2 separate regions of the Mus musculus genome follow, and region 2 is linked to region 1. The links are chromatin contacts, called in public HiChIP or PLAC-seq maps. All regions are on one chromosome and are shown on one strand. Each heading gives the region's core, a stretch centred on a gene start, on an enhancer-like site or on the middle of the called end of the contact. The rest is flanking DNA. Distances are from core to core; before and after follow the strand shown. Region 1 holds the start of Cgrrf1 (cell growth regulator with ring finger domain 1). Region 2 overlaps Samd4 (sterile alpha motif domain containing 4).

What was found. HiChIP or PLAC-seq counts read pairs in DNA pulled down with a chosen protein or histone mark.
Region 2: a contact with region 1 is called in a FOXA1 HiChIP or PLAC-seq map of pancreatic cancer cells. The contact joins the enhancer-like site here to the promoter of Cgrrf1 in region 1. A contact is called at or near these places in 5 of 39 promoter capture datasets (the C10 cell line, embryonic stem cells and liver), 4 of 115 datasets of contacts at active chromatin or transcription factors (craniofacial prominence, embryonic stem cells and pancreatic cancer cells) and 1 of 9 other capture datasets (embryonic stem cells).

What each region holds. Positions count from the first base shown.
Region 1 is chr14:46,829,809-46,835,381 of GRCm38.p6, reverse strand. It overlaps Cgrrf1 (cell growth regulator with ring finger domain 1), which reads right to left and starts at 3,248. Exons shown (of 6, transcript NM_026832.4): 1 at 3,003-3,248. The coding sequence starts at 3,106.
Region 2 is chr14:47,021,539-47,027,111 of GRCm38.p6, reverse strand. The region is part of intron 3 of Samd4 (sterile alpha motif domain containing 4); the gene reads right to left. Among named protein-coding and RNA genes, the nearest start is that of Gm52121, 16 kb to the right of the region's middle. Within about 2 kb of position 3,366, at least 34 of the 459 cell types and tissues checked have an H3K27ac peak or open chromatin away from gene starts, as enhancers often do. A contact at or near this core is called in pancreatic cancer cells, where this site is marked.

The sequences.
Region 1 (5,573 bases), core at 1,999-4,498:
TCAACAGCCACGCGCTGTACAGACTTGCTCCCCCAGGCACCTAATTCAGAAACCACTCCATCACAATCAACCGAATGCATCTTTATTTAAATTAATTACAATGCCATTACATGCAATGGATTCCTAGGATCTCATTTCTCATTAATAAAGGGCTGAAGAATATCCCAGTAACAACTGGGTGTCCAAGCTGTAATTAACCCAACTGACAAGCTCCAACTTTGATGGGATTTTGCCCAAGAACACTCAGTCATAGTCCACTCAGAAGATCAGAACCCCATCAACTATGTGAATAGAAAGAAATAGACTAACTAAAAGTTATTAACTAGCACTGAAGATGTGACTCAGTGGTAGAGTGCTTGCCTAGAGTGGGAGACTCTGCCACAAGCTATCATCCCTAAGACAAAGTAACAGAACAAAGAAAAATGTGGAGTTGGGACACTATGCAGCTGCGACTCCAATATAATGAAATGAGGCTGATCTAGGAGACTTGAAAATTATAAACTGGGACCAGAGTTGCTGCCAGGGTGAAGCACTATTGCTACAGGAAGACATACAAGAAAAGCAAGTAAACAGAAGCAGTGTGCCCCGAGGCCTGTGTAAACTTCAGTCTGTATCCTTTCTTAGTGAAGCATTATGGTAGACATCTAACAAAGGAGAAATACGGTTTTCTGTCCCAGACTCACTAACAGAGTATACAGGGGGGTGCAGTAAGGCTGACGGACAATCCCTCACTGAACTGTGATGCCAGGGTGACAGGGAATCGCTGCCAAGTTGATATTCTGGATTATTTGAGTAAGGTATTTGAGAGTATTCGACAGACGGGTGCTGCTGGGACTCACAGAAGCCACTATGGAGGCTAGAAGACAGTTATGTCCTGTTGTGTGATTTCTTTTTCCTTTTCTTGGCTATTGTTACTGGGGTCTAATAGCCAGCTGTTCCTGCTCTTTCAGCAATGCTCACCAACACAGGTAGATGCAGCACAGTGGAGAGAAGCAAGAAACAAGGACCCAGCGCGTGACGTGAGAACAGATAACCAATAGAGATTACATTGCAGATATGACCGATACACAATGACAAGGACGAAAAGTGTAGCAAGTTGACTAGCTCACTCCTGTTGCCTTGGTTGGGATATTAGAAAGATGTCTGTAAGATTAACATGGTGACCAAGTTATCATCATTTCTAGCAGGTGAATCCGGCCTTGGTTTAGTTTGCAAATAACAATATAAAAAGCTTATCTACGTAGGTGAAGCTAAGCCGGGTGGGAAGAATGGTTGGTTAGGTTCACCATGACTTGTTAGGTTCAAATAAGGACAGAGGTGACTGGTGCTTACTGACGAGGTCTTGCAGCCTCATCAGTGCTCAGCCCAGACTTCAAGAAATAACACAATAGAAACTTGCAACACTTGTAAACCTCCTACTGACACAGGTAGTAAACAATCATTATAGATTCAAATCAAGCCTTAAACGTGGCGTGAACCTGTGTTTGTCTGACTCCAAAGTCTGTCTCCCTGTCTCTCCTTGTCTCTGTCTCTCTCTGTCTTCCCCCCCCCCCACACACACACACCCGTCTTCCTTTTACCCTTAGATGCCACATTACGTGCAATATGAATTTTATCCACTTCCCCCAGTGGCCTATTTAACAAGGCATATAGTGCAATTATCAACTAGATAATTTCCTTAGAGAGGAAAGTTAGGTTGAAGAGAGTAATACCAGTGTTGTAGTTCTTTAAAAACTGTGTATTAAGACTACTTTTTTTTTAAAGTGGTAAACACTAATTCTAATTACAAACTTCCTTGACGTAAATGACAGCAATTAAAACCTGAAAGGTTAATAGTAAATAACACGGAGTGATCCACGTATGGTGGCACACCCCTATATTCCCAGCACTTGGGATGCTGAAACAGGACTGCAATCATACTATGCTACAGGGAAACCACCTGTCTTAAAGAGAAAACAACTTAAGACTGGACTTCATCTTATCTTGTCCACAACATGGGAGTTTTACGCTGTAACTCGGGGTCAAGTGGAAATATTAACATGTTCTTTTTTTCCAAAAGGAGATCCTATTATCAGAAACGGACCGGGACCTGTTAAAGTCTTTAAAGTAACGATGAATATGTAATCAAGTGGTATTTTTGAGCTTGATTTACAAAGCCCGCTTCAGTCTCAAACCTGTTTGCTTTGTTCTTCTTGCAAATGCATTCCCGTTCTCACATAGTTTTCAGAGAACTCGTTCCCCAACTGTAACAGCTCATGTCCTTTTCTGTACGGTCCACTTCCAGCCATGGTTCTTGCTCATTTAGAGCCACTGTTCAATACATTTGGGTTCACCATCTTTTCAAGGGGCTATGAAAGCTGCAGTCTAGAGAGCAACCGCTGTAGGCTAGTCCCGTGGTTTCAACCAGCTGTGTTTTATAAGCCTAAACATGATAAAACTGCATCTCCTCAAGAGGGATACCGGAGACTCAACACTGAAAGAATTGTTCCTGGGTTATGTAACTCTCCTAGAAGCAAAATGCCTCCACCCCACAGAATAACTTATTCCTAAAATCTCGCTCCTTTCTAAAAACGTCTTATTAACTAAAGATCACTTCCAAAAAAATAGACTGCATCAAGAAGCCATTCAATTAGCAATCGGTAGATACAGAATTCGGGTAAAAGTTCCTCTGAAAGATCTGGGACCAAGCAAGGGTCAGTTCGGGTCATAAACAGCCAAGCTCCTTTGGGTCAGGTCTGCGCGCCTGCGGGGCCGGTGACCGGTCCCCGCTAGGCACAAAGTAGGCCGGGGCCCGGGACAAAGCCTTCGGGACACGCACTCTGACCCCCGCACCAGGACCAAGTTCTCCCCTGCGGTCCCATCCCACGGGGGCAGCAGCCTGGCCTGGGCCGAGTGTGTTCGGTGGCGGTGACCGCTCTCCCGGAGTCACCCGAACCCTCTGCGCGGACCCCACACCGGGCCGGCGGTCCCCGCGCCCTCCACTCCCAGCCCTGGACACTCACCATCCTAATACCAGGCCGGTGGTGACGATGAAGCAGGTGAAGACCACCGCTATGTAGAAGAGCGGCGAGTATTCATAGAGCGTTACCAGGAACACTGCGGCCATCGGGGTCTCCTGGGCTCAGCCCAGCCCAGCCCGGCTGGCCCGGACCCGAGCCGGTATGGCGCCCCGGAGCGGACAAACTTTGTAGGTCCTCACTCGCCCAGGCTTCTGGGCAGCTGACAGCCGCGGCCACTGGAGACGGAATGCCAATCACAAGGTTGATAGCAGGTATGCCACGCCCCTCCCTCGTCTGGTCCCGACTACTGGCTACGTAACAGGGAGGGACCAGCTCCGCCCTGCCCTGCGCCCAGGATTGGTGGCCTGAGAGAATTCCGCCAGCCGGGCTCTGTTCTCAAATTCCTAACTGACATCTGGGGCCAAAATTTAAGTTAATGCAGATCCTCAGATACACGAGGTATCCTGGAAACCCTGCAAACCCTAGACAAATTTGGGAATGGGACAAGGGCCGGCATCGGCGCGACGGAATGGTCTACGAAAGGAATGGTCTCGATTTGCGGATTGTCGCGGAAAACCCGAAAAGAGGTCACTACCGCGAGCGATTTTTTGTAACCTTATCAACCTTTGCAAAGTAAGTTTATTCAAAGGAAAATCGGCATACGTACTCCCTCGGCCCTCTTTTTTCTTCTCCAATTAGAATTAGCCAGATCTTTGAAGGTTTTAGTAACTAATTTTTGTTTGTTTATTAGGAGATCTTAGTACAGGAAGTAGCTTAATGTCTGCTTCCTTTCCTCACTCTTGTCATCAGTGCCTCAAAGAAGCCTCCCGGAAGTTTCTCCTAAAACCACTTTTATATTTCTTTTACTTAAGCCCTAATGTGATCCCTAGTTACAGCATAAACAGGAGAAACACCTCCCATCACAAATCCGATCCTGTTACTGAGGAAGAAGGGGAGAGTGGACATTAGGACGCTTAAGGAAAGGTTTCATGCCATGCTCTCAAGTCACCAGGAAATGTGTGCTTCAAAAAGAAGAGTTAGCTTCGTCCAGTGACCTTGACCAAATAGCCTTGTGTTTTCTGGAGTACTGCTATTTAAGCTTGTTTCTATGTAAATTTTCTCATTAGTAGATATTGAATTGTAAAAGTATGTTTATTTAAGCTATGCTTGGTTGTTGGAATGTTTTTTACTACCACATCAAGCACTGCAGTGAGTATCCATAAAGCTAATTTACTTACTTAGGCTAAATCATGGAGGTAGGACTTTATGTATATTTAATTTTTTTTAGAGACTAGAGTCTAGAAATACTGTGTTAGATGCAATCACACCATTGCAGGTAGCCAATCTGAAGGCAATTTTATTACAGTAAAACGAAAAGGGATGTTTATCGTGAAACAAAAACATAAGTTGCAGGTAAAGTAACATTAAATACATAGGAATGACTTTGTCCCCACTCAACCCCCACTGAACCTACAGTAAAGAGATGTAAGATGTAAGCCAACAAGATGGCTAAAGGCACTTGCTACCAGGCCTGACAACCTAACTGGAACCTTCTGGAACCACGTGGTAAAAGGAGAATACAGTTGTCTTCAGACCTCTGCAAGCATGGGCCATAGTAAATATAATGTAATGAAAGAAAAGTAAACATTTCCCAAAGTGTAAAGAAGAGAGGAAGCAAGAAAAGAAAAAAAATAAATAAAGTAATGCTTTGGAAGATACAAATCAGAAAAGAACAATTCACCAATCCAGACACGAGAGCCAGCTCCAAATCAGAAATAAAGGAACGGGAAGCCAGCCTAGCTTATCCTGAGGAACTCTCTAAACAAACAGGAGCGGAGATTTAGCTCAAGTCTTTACCATTTCCTGCTTGGATTTACTACAGCCACTGAAATATGTGTCTAACACAGGACCTGTCCTGTGTACTCTGCACACACAGTGTCCCTTACTGCAGGACCTCTCCTGTGTACTCTGCACACAGTGTCCCTCTCTGCAGGATCTCTCCTGTGTATTCTGCACACACGGTGACCCTCTCTGCAGGACCTGTCCTGTGTACTCTGCACACAGTGTCCCTCACTGCAGGATCTCTCCTGTGTACTCTGCACACAGTGTCCCTCTCTGCAGGACCTCTCCTGTGTACTCTGCACACAGTGTCCCTCACTGCAGGACCTGTCCTGTGTATTCTGCACACACGGTGACCCTCTCTGCAGGACCTGTCCTGTGTATTCTGCACACACGGTGACTCTCTCCTCCACCACCAATGACTTTTCTATAGCAAAAATCTAATTCCACTGGTAAAAGTCCTGGGTTGGCATGCCCTGTTTTTCTTGTTCTTTTTAAAATAAAATTTTAGGTAAATTTACAAAGTAATGAGTGTTGTTTTATACACATATATCAATGGTTTTTTGCTTTTGCTCATCCTTGGTCTTTCCTCTCTTCCTTCTTCTCCTCTTCCTTCCCAAAAATACAATATAGGTTTATTCTCTCTCTCTCTTCCCCTCTTGGGGGGGGCAGTCCTTGCCTTCCGCTTTGTTGGAGACAGGATGATATCTCTTTAAAACAAAGACCCTGAGGTCT
Region 2 (5,573 bases), core at 2,117-4,616, 190 kb before region 1:
CTTGAGCTCACTATGTTAGAGAGGCTGGCCTCAAACTCTCTTGCATGCGTCTCCGTCCAAAGCGCTGGAATTGCAGGTGCAGTAACCTGTTTGGTTTATGTCCTTAAAATGTCAACTTTGAAATAATTACAGACTTATAAGAAATTATAAAAGCATTACAGCCAGTTCTTATGGACCCATTACTAGCTTCCCCTACGTGACATACCAGAACTACACTATATTATCGGAACCTTTAAACTGACATTAACACAAGCTAACTAACAAAACTAACCAGATAGCATGCCTTGGTCGGATTCTGGCAATTCTCTTCTCTTCCTCTTCCTCTTCCTCTTCCTCTTCCTCTTCCTCTTCCTCTTCCTCTTCCTCTTCCTCTTCCTCTTTCTCTTCCTCTTCCTCTTCCTCTTCTCTTCTCTTCCTCTCCTCTTCCTCTTCCTCTTCCTCTCTTCTCCCTCTCCCCCTCTCCTCCTCCTCCTCCTCCTCCTCCTTCTTCTCTCTCTCTCTCTCTCTTAGATATTTTCTTTATTTACATTTCAAATGTTATCCCCTTTCCTGGTTTCCCCTCCGAAAACCCCCATCCCCTCCTCCTTCCCCTGCTCACCCACTCCTGCTTTCTGGCTCTGGCATTTGCCTATACTGGGCCATAGAGCCTTCACAGGACCAAGGGCATCATTGATGACCAACTAGTCCATCCTCTGATACATATGCAGCTAGAGCCATGAGTCCACCATGTGTTTTCTTTGGTTGGTGGTTTAGTCCCAGGGAGCTCTGGGGGTACTGGTTAGTTCATATTGTTGTTTCCCCCTAGGGGGCTGCAAACCCCTTTAGCTCCTTGGGTACTTTCTCTAGCTCCTTCCAATGGATGGCTGTGAGCATCCACTTCTGTATTTGTCAGGCACTGGCAGAGCCTCTTAGGAGACAGCTACATCAGGCTCCTGCCAGCAAGCTCTTGCTGGCAGTTCTTATGTACATTTTTTTTGGGTATGAATTTGTGTATAGTAAATGGCTTCTGATTATACCCATCAATTCATATCACTAACCCCATTTCTAGTCAAGACCACACTGCATTTTAAAAAAGTCTTTGGTATTGATACCAACTTGGTATCATAAGTCACATACACACACACAAAAATGAATGTCCCTGAGAGAACTGGGGGCAGCATGATCACCACTAAATACTTAGTGAATTCCGAGGGACAAGCTCTTGTTTGGGTTGGGAATTCACTACTTTTGTGAATGAACATCTACCTGGTGAGCCTAAGAATATATTACGTCCCTACCATTCAGCACACAGCCTCAGCTCGCACGTCATATCTTATTGAGTTAGAGTGGCTGCCTAGCCGGGGCATATGGAGGAGGATCAAGAGCCCACATCTGGGCTTCATGAGAGAGAGGCATTCTCTAGCAGAGATGCTCTACCACAGGAGAATGGCACTCGGATACCAGTCAGGAACTTTCCATCTTTAAAGTTCGTGTGACATTTTGAGCCGCACGGTGTTCTGGAGGCTGGGAAAGCAAGATAAAGAGACACAGTCCTGTAGAGTGTGATGGCTCACTCCTTTAATCCCAGCACTCGGGGAGGCAGAGGCAGGTGGATCTCTCTGAGTTCAAGGTCAGCCTGGTCTACAGAGTGGGTCTAGAACAGTCAAGACTATACAGAGAAACCCTATCTGGAAAAACAAAACGAAACCAACCAACCAACCAACCAACCAACCAAAAATCAGTCTTTGTTCCTAAGTCCTAAGAGTTTGTTTGTACCTTGGAAGGGGAGGTGAGCAGCTGACTAAAGGATGCTAAGAGCTCACGGTAAGGTGCTCTGTAAGCTATAGTAGGGCTCATCAGAGGAACAGTCCCTCAGCTCTGGGGAGTCAACAAAGACCAGCGACTTTGGTGGGGGTCTTATAGCTGTGGACTCACAAGGTCCAAAGGTAGCTGGTCAGGACGTGGGACAATATAACCTCAAACTGAGAGAGAGAGAGAGAGAGAGAGAGAGAGAGAGAGAGAGAGAGAGAGAGAGAGAGAGAGAGGCTGATGACTGACTCTGGGATCTCCCTACCTGGGTTGAAACCCTGACTAACTTAGCCTGTGCTGTTCATGAACTTATTTAACCCCTTTATGCCTTTTCTATCACATGAGCAGAGCCAGCATGTGCACATCCTAGAGGATCAAATGAATGAACATTTGTGTAAAGTGTTTTAAGTAGTAAATGCTATGCTGTTGAGTGTTAGCAACTTGTGTGTGTGTGTCTGTGTGTGTTGACTGCCAATGTATTATTCCAATGTATCCTATCAACCAGAAAAAACATGAATTATGATTAGTCAAACAAATCATAACAATTAAAACCAGATTGGGAATCTGCGGAAGGGAGGAGGTGACCAAATGGGGCTGGTGGGACATTTTAGTGTGTAAACTTCCTGTGTTCCTGACTCATGCTGGGCCAGCAAGACCAGCAAGCTTCCAAATCTAAAGTAAAGAATGTCAAAAGGAGTGGTGTCACATGCCTTCTATCCAAGCACTAGGAAGGCAGACACAGGCAGATCTCTGTGATTCCTGGGTTAGCCTGGTCTACACAGTGAATTCCAGGCTAGTCAGAGTTACACAGGGAGACCCTGTCTCAAAACAAACAAGCATCAAATACCATAAAGCCCCATGAGGCTAGTACTAGGTAGGCCTGGTGACCCATGCCTCTAATCCCAGGGTTCAGGCAAGCACATCACAAGTTCAAATGCAGCCTAGACAACTTAGGAGACTCTGCCTCAAAACTAAAGTAAAGAAAGAGCAAGACATGAAGTTAAGTGCTGGCATGAGGCCCGAGGTTCAGTCACTAGCCTTTCCCTCCTGAAGACAGGAATCAAGTACTACTGTAATGTGAACTGGAACAATTCCATGCCGCTTGTTGTTTCATCGCTGTTTTTTGATTGTTGGTTTGGTTTGATTTTGCCAGTCCAAGTTTAAGTCAACCAGCAAAGAGTAGAAAGGATCAGACACTCTGGGGCAGGTGAGGTAACGTCAAGCTGTACCTAAGCCAGGGGATGGTCATCCTGTCTTACAGCAGACCACAGGTAGGAAGCGAACAGGAATACTGAGCCAGGCTCTGGGCTCCTTAGACTGTTTCCCTTGGTGGATGAAACAAAGTTGACTAAATCTTGTGCCAGATTGTGACAGCTAACATCTGGTACATTTTTGGTCTCACAGTAAAATGACCTGCACATTCTGTTTTGTTTTCAGAGACAGGGTTTCTCTGTGTAGCCTTGACTGTCCTGGATCTCACTCTGTAGAGCAGGTCGGCTTGCTCATAGTTCATAGCTCTGCCTGCCTCTGCCTCCCAAGTGCTCGAATTAAAGGCGTGCTTCATCACTGCCCACCTGGCTAACATTCTTACTTAGTCATCAAGCTGAACGGCCTGACGGAAGGGGACTGCTGTTTATCTTAGGCTCTGACACATCGCTTTCTTAGGGAAGGAAAATCCCCAGCTCAGATCCCTGAGATCTCAGTGCTCCAGCATCCGCCCATGGATAGGAGGAAGTAGGCGCAATAGGGCTTAGTTTGGGAACCAGTGTTTTTGGCCGTATCCTATTATTTTCCTTCAAAACCTTGGAGTGGCTCTTCCGGCCGTTTTTGTCTCTGCAATAGACAACATTTTTCCTTGTCTCCATGTTACAACCTCTTCTATAAATCATCAACGGGCCTAAGTCAAGCTTGAGTCTAGCTCATCATCCTGTCTCTTTGCAATCACTGGCTCAACCCTCAATATCCATCATGTGCTAAGAGCTCTTGGCTTATCCCTGTTATCCTTCCTTTATCAATATGATGATGACTAACTCTTGGTCCTATCAATACACTTTCAATACACTTTACTCAGCTCATTATTCTTTTCTTTCTGAAGTGTTTTATCCCTTTCCCTTGCAAGGCACTCTTCTTCTCTAACTGGGTAGCTTCCTGTTGGATCCTCTTGTTCCTTTGCAGCCCCCCCCCCTTTTTAAATTTATTTGTTTATTATGTATACAGTATTCTGCCTACATGTATGCCTACATGCCAGAAGAGGGCATCAGATTACAGTATAGATGGCTGTGAGCCACTATGTGGTTGCTAGGAATTGAACTCAAGACCTCTAGAAGAACAGCCAGTGCTCTTAACCTCTGAGCCATCTCTCCAGCCCCTCCTTTGCCGTTGTCCCTGTGGCCTCCAGGTTGAAGAACCCAGGCTGTGTGCCTCCCTGATTGTCTCCAACTTGTAATATCACTTAATCTCATTGCTTGAAACACTACCCATTCACAAAGCGTCAGGTTCACCCTCTTTCCCAAAGAACATATCCATATATCCTGCCTCCTCCTCAGCATCTCTTAATCTCCATCTCCCTGCCCAGACTCACCAGCTCTGATACTAAGCTCAGCCTCTTACCCTAAAGCTCCTCTGCTTGCCCAACTCAGACTTACTCATCTCAACTGAAAGTAACCCCATCCTTCCAGGAGTGGCTCAGGCAAACCTCACGGGAGCAACATTTATGTCCTCTCTCTCATTCTCTTTACTAGTTGCAACATGAATGAGAAAGAAATAATGAGGAAGGAATTTACTTCTGAATTAGATGATTTGGTTGGTGTATCTGTTGGTTTCACCCCACTACCGTGACTATTGCTGGTTCAAACCATCATGGTCTCTTGCCTGTGCGATGATGATATCAGCCTCCAAAATGGTCTCTCTGAATCCGTCCTTGTCCTGATACAGTCTGTCTACAGATATAGCAGCCAATGAATCCCTTTAGCCTGTGAGGCGGGTCACACCACTCATCTGCCAAAAATTCCCAGTGGTTTCCTGGTTTGACAAAGTCAAAGTCTTTGTCATAGTAGGCTGTGCCCTCTGCCCAATTCTCCCAGCACTGCCTGCCTCACTCTCCCTTAGGCAACAGCCTTCTTGCTTTGCAATGAATATATTGGGTATGAAGTCTAGGGATCTCTGCCCTAGCCTTTTGGTCTGGACTACTCCTTGGATGTTTCACCACTTCCTTACCAGCATCAAAATCTCAATGAGGCCTGCTCTGACCAACTAACTTCATACCCAAATCACCTTAACACCTGGGCCCACTTCTACATACTTGACTCTCCATATGACTTACCAAGTTCTAATGAACCATATGATTTATTTTCATACTCTAATTGACATATGCTAGACTGCTCCGTAAGCAATGGTGAGTTGGCCTTCTCCAATAGTGTCCAAGATTCCTGGAGCAACCTAGGTCCTACAGAAGTTTCAATAGAATCTTTCTACATGAATGACCAAATGAGCCTATCAATAACCTCTATCCACACCCAACACTGAATCCTAATCTAATGATTTCTCCTAGGATCAAAGATTTTCTTTAAAACAATTTTTTTTGTGTGTATGCTGAACACACTTCCCAGCATGCCTTTCTCTCTCTGCTTCGCTCACTACCCTCCCCCTGGAAAGATTTCTCTCTACTTTGAAGTTTTTTATATACAACTATATGTATGAATGACTAAGGAAAGTTTCCTTGTGTGTGTGTGTGTGTGTGTGTGTGTGTATGGCCCACATTTTCCTCATCCATTATTCTGTTGCGG